Linked DNA regions of Mus musculus: all the other regions are linked to region 1. Evidence: chromatin contacts called from public HiChIP or PLAC-seq and promoter capture Hi-C data. All regions are on one chromosome and are shown on one strand. The core of a region is the stretch at or near the end of the contact, and the rest is flanking DNA. Distances in the headings are between cores, read along the strand shown.

Region 1 (3,147 bases), core at 465-2,964:
ACTTACTCAAAGCCCAGCCAGTCCCAACACCTTTTCATGATATACAAAGTTACAACAGTCCATTTTGAAACCTGACCAGGGACCAAAGCTGAATAAATGTGCAAGACTAATTACTTGCTTAGGTCTCTTTTACGATAAGTAAATGCCAGGCTACATTTATCTTTCTCATTTTAAGAAAGAATATCACTATGTACACATTGTGTCCCCCCACATACACTGAAGAAATAAGGTCAACGCATTAAAAAAAACCTGTTATGCGAACTCTTCATAAACAGTATTATACAAGTTCTGGTAACATTTCAGTTTTAAGAAACTTTAAAAAAAGACACCACTTGGTTTTTAATTGTATTTTGGTAAACAGAATGATTAGCCGTAAAACTCTGCAAACCAAGTACTTACTGTAGTCTTGAATCAATGATTACAGAAAAGAAAGTGAAACTGTCCCTGAGTAAAAACAAATAAGTGTAACTCATTATTCACAGACCTAAGCATCTGAATGAGTGACATGGTAAAAGCAGAACGTTTAAAATGCATGCTTTGAAGAAAAGTTCTCCTCCATAAACAGCTGTGCGAACCTGGATCCGGTTGTTACTTTGTAAAAGGGGCGTTAACTAGTTTCCCCGACACTTTTTGTTACTTGAGTGTATTTACTTGAAAGAACCACAAACAAGCAAGTCCTAAGGCCTTCAGATATAAAAGAGCTATTCAACAAAAGTAATCTCAACTGTATTCTAGGGAGGTTAAAGTCCTAGATTGTAAAACTTTGGTCCCGTCAAATTTTCATTTCAAACATCTGAATCTGATCCCTCCCACCCGCCCTTTCCTCCAGGTAAGTTGGTTCTCTGTGCCCCAAAAGATAAAGAGCCTGGGGGAGGAAGGCACACTCGCTTTTTCGGAGGGGAAAGAGCTACGGGGCTCCTCCCCCCCACCCCAACACCCCCGGCTGTCCGCCTCTCTTGCGGGTGTCCGCTCCGCTACGGCGTGGGCAACTCGGGTGTTCTGCTGAGGAGCCTAGTGGACTGCGCCCGGGTGGGAAAGTTTGTCGGGGTGGGGTGGGGGCGGGGAGGCCAGCCCGGAGCTCCGAGGGGCGCCCTGGAGCCGGAGGTGGCAGCCACGCGGGGGGGCGGCGGGCGGGCCCCGGACGCCGGCTACGCCGGCTACACTGTCCCGGCGTGCACACGCCCACCCCGGCAGCTCCAAACGCGCCGGGCGGCCCGGTAGCTGCCGGCCGCCCGAGCAGCGGACCGAGGGGGCGGGCTGGGGCCGGTGGGGGTGGGAGCGCTGTGGCCATGGCAACCAGGGGGGTCCGGCCCTTCCGTGCAACCCCGGCGCTGCCTTCGCTGCGAGCCCGCCCGCCGTGGCCACCGCCTCCTGCTCTGCGGGCCTGGCCCGGCCGGGCGGCGGCAGCGCCAGTCCCGCAGCCGTGGGGTCCCCGGGCCGCCCGGCGGCTGTAGAGGGGGCGGCGGGCGAGGGGCCGCGCTAGTCCCGGCGGGCCGCGGCCGGCTGAAGGCGGCGGGGCGGCTGAGGCCGCGAACCAGGGACACGCGGCCCGGCCCCACGCCGGCCTGCAGCGGGCGGGAAGGAGGCGGGAGCTTACCTGACCCGGCTCGGCACTCGCTCCATCCCCCTCGGCCGCCGCCGCCGCCGCCGCCGCACACAGCCCAGCCGCCCGGCGGGGGACAATGACGTGCCTCCATCCGGGCACCGCCGCCGCCGCCTCCGGGTCAGCGCCGCACCCGCAGCTTGCCGGCCGGGCCGCCAGGGGGCGCACCAGGGCCGCGCCCGCACGCGCCGCCGCCACGGCCTCCGCCGCCCAGGGGCCGTCGCGCAAGAGGCGCGGCGCGCAGCTAACGGGCCGGGCAAACGCGGGAGGGGCCGTCGCCCAAGGGCGGCGGGGCGCGGGCTGGCCTCACGCGTCAGCTAAGCGCCGGGCTCCGCCGGAGAAAGCACACTGATTGGTCCGACGCCCTGATTGGCGGGATGCACTGATTGGCTGGGTGTCCGGCAGCAGGGCGGGGAGGGGCCGCTTCCGTTCAGAGTTCCCGGAGTGGCCCGGGTTGGGGCCCTAAAGCCAGTACACCTGAGCTCCCATCCCGGGAGACTCATGCCTCTCCTACGCGTGGCCCTGCGGACTACGGTGGCGAGGCCACTGGGCTCTGCGATCCACGGGCCCTCACCGCGATGGGGCCTCCGCTGTCTCTACCTTACGTAGCCCTGCCAGGCTAAAGAGCAGACCATGCACCCCCCTCAACGTCTCACTTCAAGTCTTAGCTCTCCAGATTGAGGCAACTGCGCCCCAGTCCTACAGTCATGCTTCTTGTTACTTCCTGGATCCTGAGGCTGGACAAAGTAGTTCATCCTTGTATTCTCTCCCCTCCAGCGCCTGCCTGTGGTACCCATTTAGTACACACCCCTGAAGAGCATTCACTGCTGATCAAAACCTTTCACCCCCTAGACCACCAGTTCACTACACCCTACTGACCTAAAGAGCTGTGGTCCTGCCCACCACCCACTTGCCTTCTCTCTCACTAAGCCTAGTCTAACTGACTCCTCCAGCACTCCACTCTGGTTTCACTATACTCTTGTGGACACAGTTTTTTGTTTTATTTTAAAACACAGATCAGAAGAAGAAGCTAAGCTCTTTAGCTTGGGCATTAAAAGTCCCATTTTAATGATTCCCAGTACAGGTGAGTCTGAGACAGGAGAATCACAAGTTTGAAGACACCCTGTGCTACAGAAGGACTCCCAGTCTCAAAACAAAACACCCAACTCCATATTTCCTTTTTCCTTTCATTTATTCCAGCCACAGCATGCTATGTTAAGCTTTTAACATTATAAAGAGGTCAGGAGCCTATACCTACTCATGCTACCAACTTCATTACAGTCCCTATAGGTTGGCTATAAAATGTCTATTGAGTATTTGGAGCAAAAAACTCAAGTACTTTGAGGAATTAAAAAGGAGAAAGAGAATCCTAGTTGCTCACATTTCAGCATCTCCTGTCAAAATTAACACCACAACTTTTTTCTTTACAAAAAATGGTTATGGAATTTCACCACTGTAGACCATTATTAAGAGATTTGCAAAAGGTAAAATAACCCATGTCTGTGATCCTAGAATTCAGCAGCTTAGGCAGAAGGATTGCCATG
Region 2 (3,147 bases), core at 478-2,977, 160 kb before region 1:
TGTGGAGAGTAACGAGTAAATTAAATGTTCGTGTGTGAATCAGGTTGGTAAAGAGTGCTCAATGGGAAAAGACGCTTCCTAGCCAAAGAACCTGAATTCCCACGGTGGGAGGTGAGAACCAGTTCCTGCCTGTTGTCCTCTGACCTCCATGCACAGATAGTACGTGAATAAATAAATAAACACAGTGGGTGTAGAGAGAACCCACAGTGCAGTTCTGTTATGTGGGGTCAGAGCAATCAGCCTATAAATTTGAGTATCCAAGGATTTACACTTAAGTTGTATAATACATGGCTTGTGCCTATATATAAAATCAAGTCACATAAGAACGATATTTATACACAAGTATTTTTGAAGATCATATGTTATAGATTACATAATATATATAACTTTATCATATTACATATATGCATAATATGTATAAGTGCTCACTCTTCATGCACACCAGAAGAGAGCATCAGATCCCATCACAGATGGTTGTGAGCCACCATGTGGCTACTGAGAATTGAACTTGGGACCTCTGGAAAAGCATCCAGTGCTCTTAACCTCTGAGCCATCTCTCCAGCCCCTCAAGTATTTAACAATTTTTTTTTTGTTGTTGTTGTTAAACATTGGTTTTGTGGATGAGTGTGTGTGTTAAATAGTGCTAATGTGGAAGTCACTATATAATGTGTACATTTGTTACCAGAACTCAAGAGGCCTTTAGTTTGTACTTCAAGCTCAACCTTTCATTAAAGAGCTGTATATTTGTACAGTAAAAATTTGAGCCGGGCGTGGTGGCGCATGCCTTTAATCCCAGCACTTGGGAGGCAGAGGCAGGAGGATTTCTGAGTTCGAGGCCAGCCTGGTCTACAAAGTGAGTTCCAGGACAGCCAGAGCTAGACAGAGACACCCTGTCTCGAAAAACAAAAAAAAAAAACAAAAAAAAAAAATTTGAGGAAGGAAGCCAGGCACATGAGAGATAGAGGCAGGTGGATCTCTGTGAATTTGAGGCCAGTCTGATCTATATAGTTCGAGGCTAGCTTAGACCATATAGTGTCCCTGTCTCTAAATAAATAAATAAATAAATAAATAAATAAATAAATAAATAAATAAATAAATAAATAAATAAAGAGTTTTCTAAAAGAGTTTTCATTACAGGTTGTGTGTGTGTGTGTGTGTGTGTGTGTGTGTGTGTGTGTGTGTGTGTGTGTGTGTGTGTGTACGTGTACATGTACACCCATTGCACAGAGGTAGAGTCCAGAGAACATCCTCTTGTACATATGAACTCGGGCTTGGTGGCAAGCACCGTTACCTGCTGAGTCATTGCACCAGCACAGCTTGTTTTCAAAGTTGTTCAGCAAAGATAAAGCTCATAGGATGGTGAGCTTTAAATTCTTGCTTTATGAAGCTCATTAAGACACCGTGCTTTTGAGGCAGGGTCTCCTATAGTCCAGACTGGGCCCCAACTCCCTATGCCTCCAACAATGGTGACTACAAATCCAGACAGGCATGAGACTCCCTGGGTCTGGAGTTACAGAGTCGTAAGCCTCCAGGTAGGTGCTGTGGCCTGAACTCGGGTCCTCTGGAAGAGCAGCCAGTGCTGCTAACCACTGAGCCAGCTCCCTAAGACCTTAAAACAAACACAACAAAAAAACCTCTGTTGTCTTGGAACTCACTCTGTAGATGAGGTTGGTATATACTTCTCTCTCCCAAGTCCTGGGGTTGAAGGTGCGTGCCAGCACATCCAGCTCGGCATAGTTGTTCAAGGGGTCCCTGGGTAGCACGCAGGAGCCGTTGGGTTCAATCCACAGCAACTCAAATTGTTTTAGAGGATGGGCGTGTGTCCTAGTGGTTTCCTTTCCCAATGTCACACACGCAAAGATGTCAGTAGAAAATCTAACCTGAAGGGGAACTTCCGGGAGCCACAGTGCTTGTGATACCCCTGAAAGGTAGTGTGGATCAAGGAAGGTCCTTCATTTGGAGCTAGGAAGACAAACTTACCGTGTCTGTGCATGCAAGGATCAGACCTGCCAGCAGAGGGAGCCACATGTCCACCTAGGCAAATGAGCTGCTTTCCAAAAGCTTTCTCTTTAAGTGGTTAGTTTATTGAGGTCTCTTTGTCTACCTGTTTCTATCTTCTTCCCTTCCTGCCTCTCGTCTCCCCGCTTCTGTCAAACTATCAAACTCACATTTTATTCATTCATATATATATATATATATATTCATGAATATGAATTCATTCATAATATATATTCATATATATGAATTCTCTCATTCATATATGTATATATATGAATGAGAGAATTTCACATACACATATATACATATATGTATATTCATATATATGTGAAATTATATATATAATATATGAAATCTATCTATATATGAAATATATATAATATATATGAATATATAAAATTTTCATATATATTTCATATATATATATGTGAAATCTCACACACATGTATTCTTTTTCTATACAAACAATATGTAACTCTGACTGACCTGCATACTGAACCCACTGTATAGCCCAGGCTGACCTAGAACTCTTGGCTACCCTGCTTCACCCACCTGGGTAATGGGATTATAAGCATACATCCTCATGTCTGGCTTTTAAAAAATTGTTTTAAAGAGTATTTTGAAGCTGGGTGGTGGTAAGTCCATGTTTTTAATCCCAGCACTTGAAAGACAGAGGCAGGTGATCTCTGTGAGTTCAAGGCCAGCCTAGCCTACAGAGAGAGTTCTATGGATCAGCCCCATGTCTAGGTTTAACTCGCATTTGATAAGTTTCCCATTTGTATTATTTTTTATACTTGAAGTTACACTCCATAAGACTACATGGCCCATGATAATACATTGAATTGTGTGTACATGATATCCATCGCTGAAGACTGAACCCAGGGCCCTGTGGATGCTAGGCAGCCAACCTCCTGGGTCACATCTGTAGCCCCAGTGTACATAGATACTTGAGAAGCACTAGATTTTACATAGCTTTGCTTATTTGTTAAAACATAAGGAAGTGGATTACATATAGAACAGTTTGATAGAAGTTAAAAATGTGTTTTGTATAACAAATGAGACAACAAAATAGATTCATGGTTCTGAACTCAGGATTCTGTATGTTCTTTTTTGTTTTGAGAAATAGTTTTATTATTTTATCTGTGTGTG
Region 3 (3,147 bases), core at 228-2,727, 160 kb after region 1:
CGGTACTCGGCGGCCAGATGGATGGGAAAGATAGGCTGTGTCTGCTGCAGGGAAACCACAGTGCATTACAAACATGGTTACTTGGCACAGCTCACTGGTCCACAGTCTAAGGATGTTAGCATTGGCTTGGCTTCAGTTCATGCATTGAGATGTTGTATTTATTTGTTTGTTTGTTTTTGTTTTGTTTCTTGGCGAGAGTTTCCCTGTGTAGATGGAGCCTGGAATTCACAGACAGATCCAGCTGCCCCTGCCTCCTAAGGCATGTGCTATCATTCCTGGCTGAAGCTTTTCTCCTTGAGTTTAAATTACCATAACTGGTGAATTTAAATGACCCACTTTGTGTTTTAGAGCTGAGCATGTTAGTGCTCACCTGTAAATAATCCTAGCCCCTGGGGGGTGGAGGTGCAGGAGAGTCAGGAGTACGAGGCCGTCTCTGGCTATAAAATCAGGAGCAAATTGCTCTGAAATCATTTAGTCCTTAAATTAACCCACAAGTTGAATAGCAAGTACTTGTTACATTTTGTTTAGGTCTTGCCAAGCCATCATGAGCTATAAAATGTGGGTTTCTAAGGTTTCATAGGTGCTGTGGTCCATGTCCTTACTGTGATTGGTAGAGCTGAGGATGCTGGGTCCTAAAACACACCATGTCTGCAAGATGACAGACGAGTGAGACAAAGACGGGGGCCACTTTCCTTTTTTGGAAAAGAAAAAAAGTTAATTACAAAAGCAATGATCAACCAGCTTTGGGGGCTCATACCTATAATTCCAGCACTTGGGAGGTGGAGACAGGAGGATTGTTGCTTGCTTTAGGCAAGCTTGGGTAACATGGTGAGTTCTAGGCCAGCCTGGACTATAGAGTAAGCCCAGCCTCAAACAAACAGAAAATCTAGGAAGGTGTGTATAGGAAGTGAAAAATAATTCACCTTACATGACATCGTCGCTGTGGGTGTGTTCTGAGAGGAGGAGGGTACCCTTCTTCCAGCCACACAAGCTGTGTTCCATCCATCCATCTGTGTGTGGCGCAGGATGGAGGAGTTGCAGGCTAGGGTATGTGTACTGGACCTGGGGGATGGTCTGCGGAGCCCTATGTTTTGTGAAGTCCTCCAAAGTTCTGGGGTTAAAAGGGTGTGCCACCGCTTCCCGCTCTGTTGTTTCTTTACTGTGACAGAGAGGAGGGAGTACCTGGCTCAGTAGTCTGTAACGGGTGGAGTTGGCCAGGATGGTCAGGGGCTGGTTGACAGGGTGGTTTCTGAGAAGTGTCTTGATGGTGTTACAGTCTTCCTTGATGATGGCCTCATACAGTTTAGAGTGCAGGGTCGTGGCCAGGCTCTCCTCCACCAACGTGGCACCGTCAGCCACCAGGTCTCTGCTTCCTCTCTTGGTTATGTTTCCCATGAGAACGGCTTTAGAGCAAGGGCTTACAGGTGAGGGAGGCTGCTATGGAATTGGTTAGTCTCTCTTACCATGATGATTCCTTTGGCTCAGTTCTAGAACTGTTCTAGAATTATGTTTGTCAAAAGAATCCTTTGTTCGTTCTTTTTATTTTTTTTTTCAGTTTTTTTTTTTTTTTTTTTTTGAGACAGGCTTTCTCTGGAAGTCTCTGTGTAGATCAGGCTGGCCTCAAATGTAGAGACCCACCAGCCTCTGCCTCCCAAGTGCTGGGATTAAAGGCGTGTGCACTGAATCCATGTTATACTGGAGCCAGCCCGAGATTTTGTTCCCTCATTTATAGTACCAATTGCAAGCATCGTTTCTCAGCTTTTACACCAAACTGGCACCTTATGGCTAAAAGCATTTCTCTTTTCCCTTACATATCAACTATAATTAAATCTAATAGGACCAAGTGAGCTGGCCAGGGTAAGATGCCTGCCACCAAGAATGAGCACTTGAGCTCCACCCTGACGATCTACACAGTGGGACTCCTGAAGGTTGTCCTCTGACCTCGCTCGCCATGCCATGCCATGCCATGCCATGTATGCACAGTTTTTTAAAAAATTTGGAGGAGCTAGAGAAAGTACCCAAGGAGCTGAAGGGGTCTGCAACCCTATAGGTGGAACAACAATATGAACTAACCAGTACCCCGGAGCTCGTGACTCTTAACTGCATATGTAGCAGAAGATGGCCTAGTCGGCCATCATTGGGAAGAGAGACCCCTTGGTCTTGCAAACTTTATATGCCTCAGTACAGGAAAACGCCAGGGCCAAGAAGTGGGAGTGGGTAGGTAGGGGAGTGGGGGGTGGTATGGGGGACTTTTGGGATAGTATTTGAAATGTAAATGAAGAAAATACCTAATATAAAAAATTTGGAAATGGAAAAAAATAAAATGGAAAAAAATTATTCATTTATTTTATGTAGATGAGTACACCGTAGCTGTCTTTATGCACACCAGAAGAGGGCATTGAATCCCATTATAGATGGTGTAAGCCACTGTGTGCTTGCTGGGAACTGAACTCAGGACCTCTGGAAGAGCAGTCAGTGCTCTTAACTGCTAAGCCATCTCTTCAGCCCTGCACATACGATTTTTAAAAAACCAAACTCTTAGCAGGACCAAAATAGAGTAGGACATATATTAACATAAAAGTGAACTACATTTAATCTGTTAGCTTTAATTTTAGTAAAATCTTTTCTCCCAGTTACATGGTGATGTTGTTGCTATTATTCAAAACAGTCTCTTGCAGCTCTGGCTTGCTTCAAGCTTGCTATGTAGTTGAGGATGACCTTGAACCTCTGATCTTGCCACCCCCTCTCTAGTGCTGGATCGCAGATATATATATATATATATATATATGTGTGTGTGTGTGTGTGTGTGTGTGTGTGTGTGTGTGTGTTACTTTATGCCTTGTTGGAGTGAGGTCACAGTGCTTTGTTCGTGCTACATCAAAACGTTCCTCAGCGGCCAGCACTCAGCAACCTTTTTACTTTGGTGTGTGAGTGTATGTGTAGCATGCTCAGTGTGTGTGGTGTGTGTGTCTATGTGGGTGGCATGCTTTGTGTGTGTGTGTGTGTGGTGTGGTGTGATGTGAATGTATATGTGGTGTGTGTGTGCTCACATGCTCATGTGTGTGTGGGTGTGTGTGTGTGTGTGTGGTGTGTGCTTGTGTGTGTGAGCCAGAGGAGTACTTTGAATGACCTACTCTATCACTCTCT

What was found. Promoter capture Hi-C pulls out the DNA fragments that hold promoters and counts their contacts. HiChIP or PLAC-seq counts read pairs in DNA pulled down with a chosen protein or histone mark.
Region 2: a contact with region 1 is called in an H3K4me3 HiChIP or PLAC-seq map of fetal liver, with 4 times the contacts expected there. The contact joins the enhancer-like site here to the promoter of Usp42 in region 1. A contact is called at or near these places in 21 of 39 promoter capture datasets (the 3T3-L1 cell line, 3T3-L1-derived adipocytes, the C10 cell line and 14 more), 1 of 15 datasets of contacts at CTCF or cohesin (large pre-B cells), 10 of 484 Hi-C or Micro-C datasets (CD8 T cells, the G1E-ER4 cell line, the N1E-115 cell line and 7 more), 34 of 115 datasets of contacts at active chromatin or transcription factors (the 230-238 cell line, the NIH/3T3 cell line, the SCID.adh cell line and 21 more) and 4 of 9 other capture datasets (adipose tissue, embryonic stem cells, liver and 1 more).
Region 3: a promoter capture Hi-C map of the HPC-7 cell line shows a contact between it and region 1, with 4 times the contacts expected there. The contact joins the promoter of Ankrd61 here to the promoter of Usp42 in region 1. A contact is called at or near these places in 19 of 39 promoter capture datasets (3T3-L1-derived adipocytes, the C10 cell line, the HPC-7 cell line and 13 more), 2 of 15 datasets of contacts at CTCF or cohesin (CD8 T cells and the NIH/3T3 cell line), 61 of 484 Hi-C or Micro-C datasets (the AML12 cell line, the Ba/F3 cell line, the C2C12 cell line and 41 more), 37 of 115 datasets of contacts at active chromatin or transcription factors (the 230-238 cell line, the NIH/3T3 cell line, the SCID.adh cell line and 25 more) and 4 of 9 other capture datasets (adipose tissue, embryonic stem cells, liver and 1 more).

Annotation. Positions count from the first base shown.
Region 1 is chr5:143,730,566-143,733,712 of GRCm38.p6, forward strand. Usp42 (ubiquitin specific peptidase 42) reads right to left here and starts at 1,715. Exons shown (of 18, transcript NM_029749.2): 1 at 1,598-1,715. Gm38737 (a long non-coding RNA gene) reads left to right here and starts at 1,890. Exons shown (of 3, transcript XR_868672.3): 1 at 1,890-3,147.
Region 2 is chr5:143,566,049-143,569,195 of GRCm38.p6, forward strand. No RefSeq gene overlaps it. Among named protein-coding and RNA genes, the nearest start is that of Fam220a, 19 kb to the left of the region's middle. Within about 2 kb of position 1,728, at least 28 of the 459 cell types and tissues checked have an H3K27ac peak or open chromatin away from gene starts, as enhancers often do. A contact at or near this core is called in the G1E-ER4 cell line, the HPC-7 cell line, bone marrow-derived macrophages and 3 more, where this site is marked.
Region 3 is chr5:143,893,590-143,896,736 of GRCm38.p6, forward strand. It overlaps Ankrd61 (ankyrin repeat domain 61), which reads right to left and starts at 1,478. Exons shown (of 3, transcript NM_025732.4): 1 at 1,183-1,478; 2 at 1-44. The coding sequence starts at 1,395. All of the region lies in intron 11 of Eif2ak1 (eukaryotic translation initiation factor 2 alpha kinase 1), which reads left to right.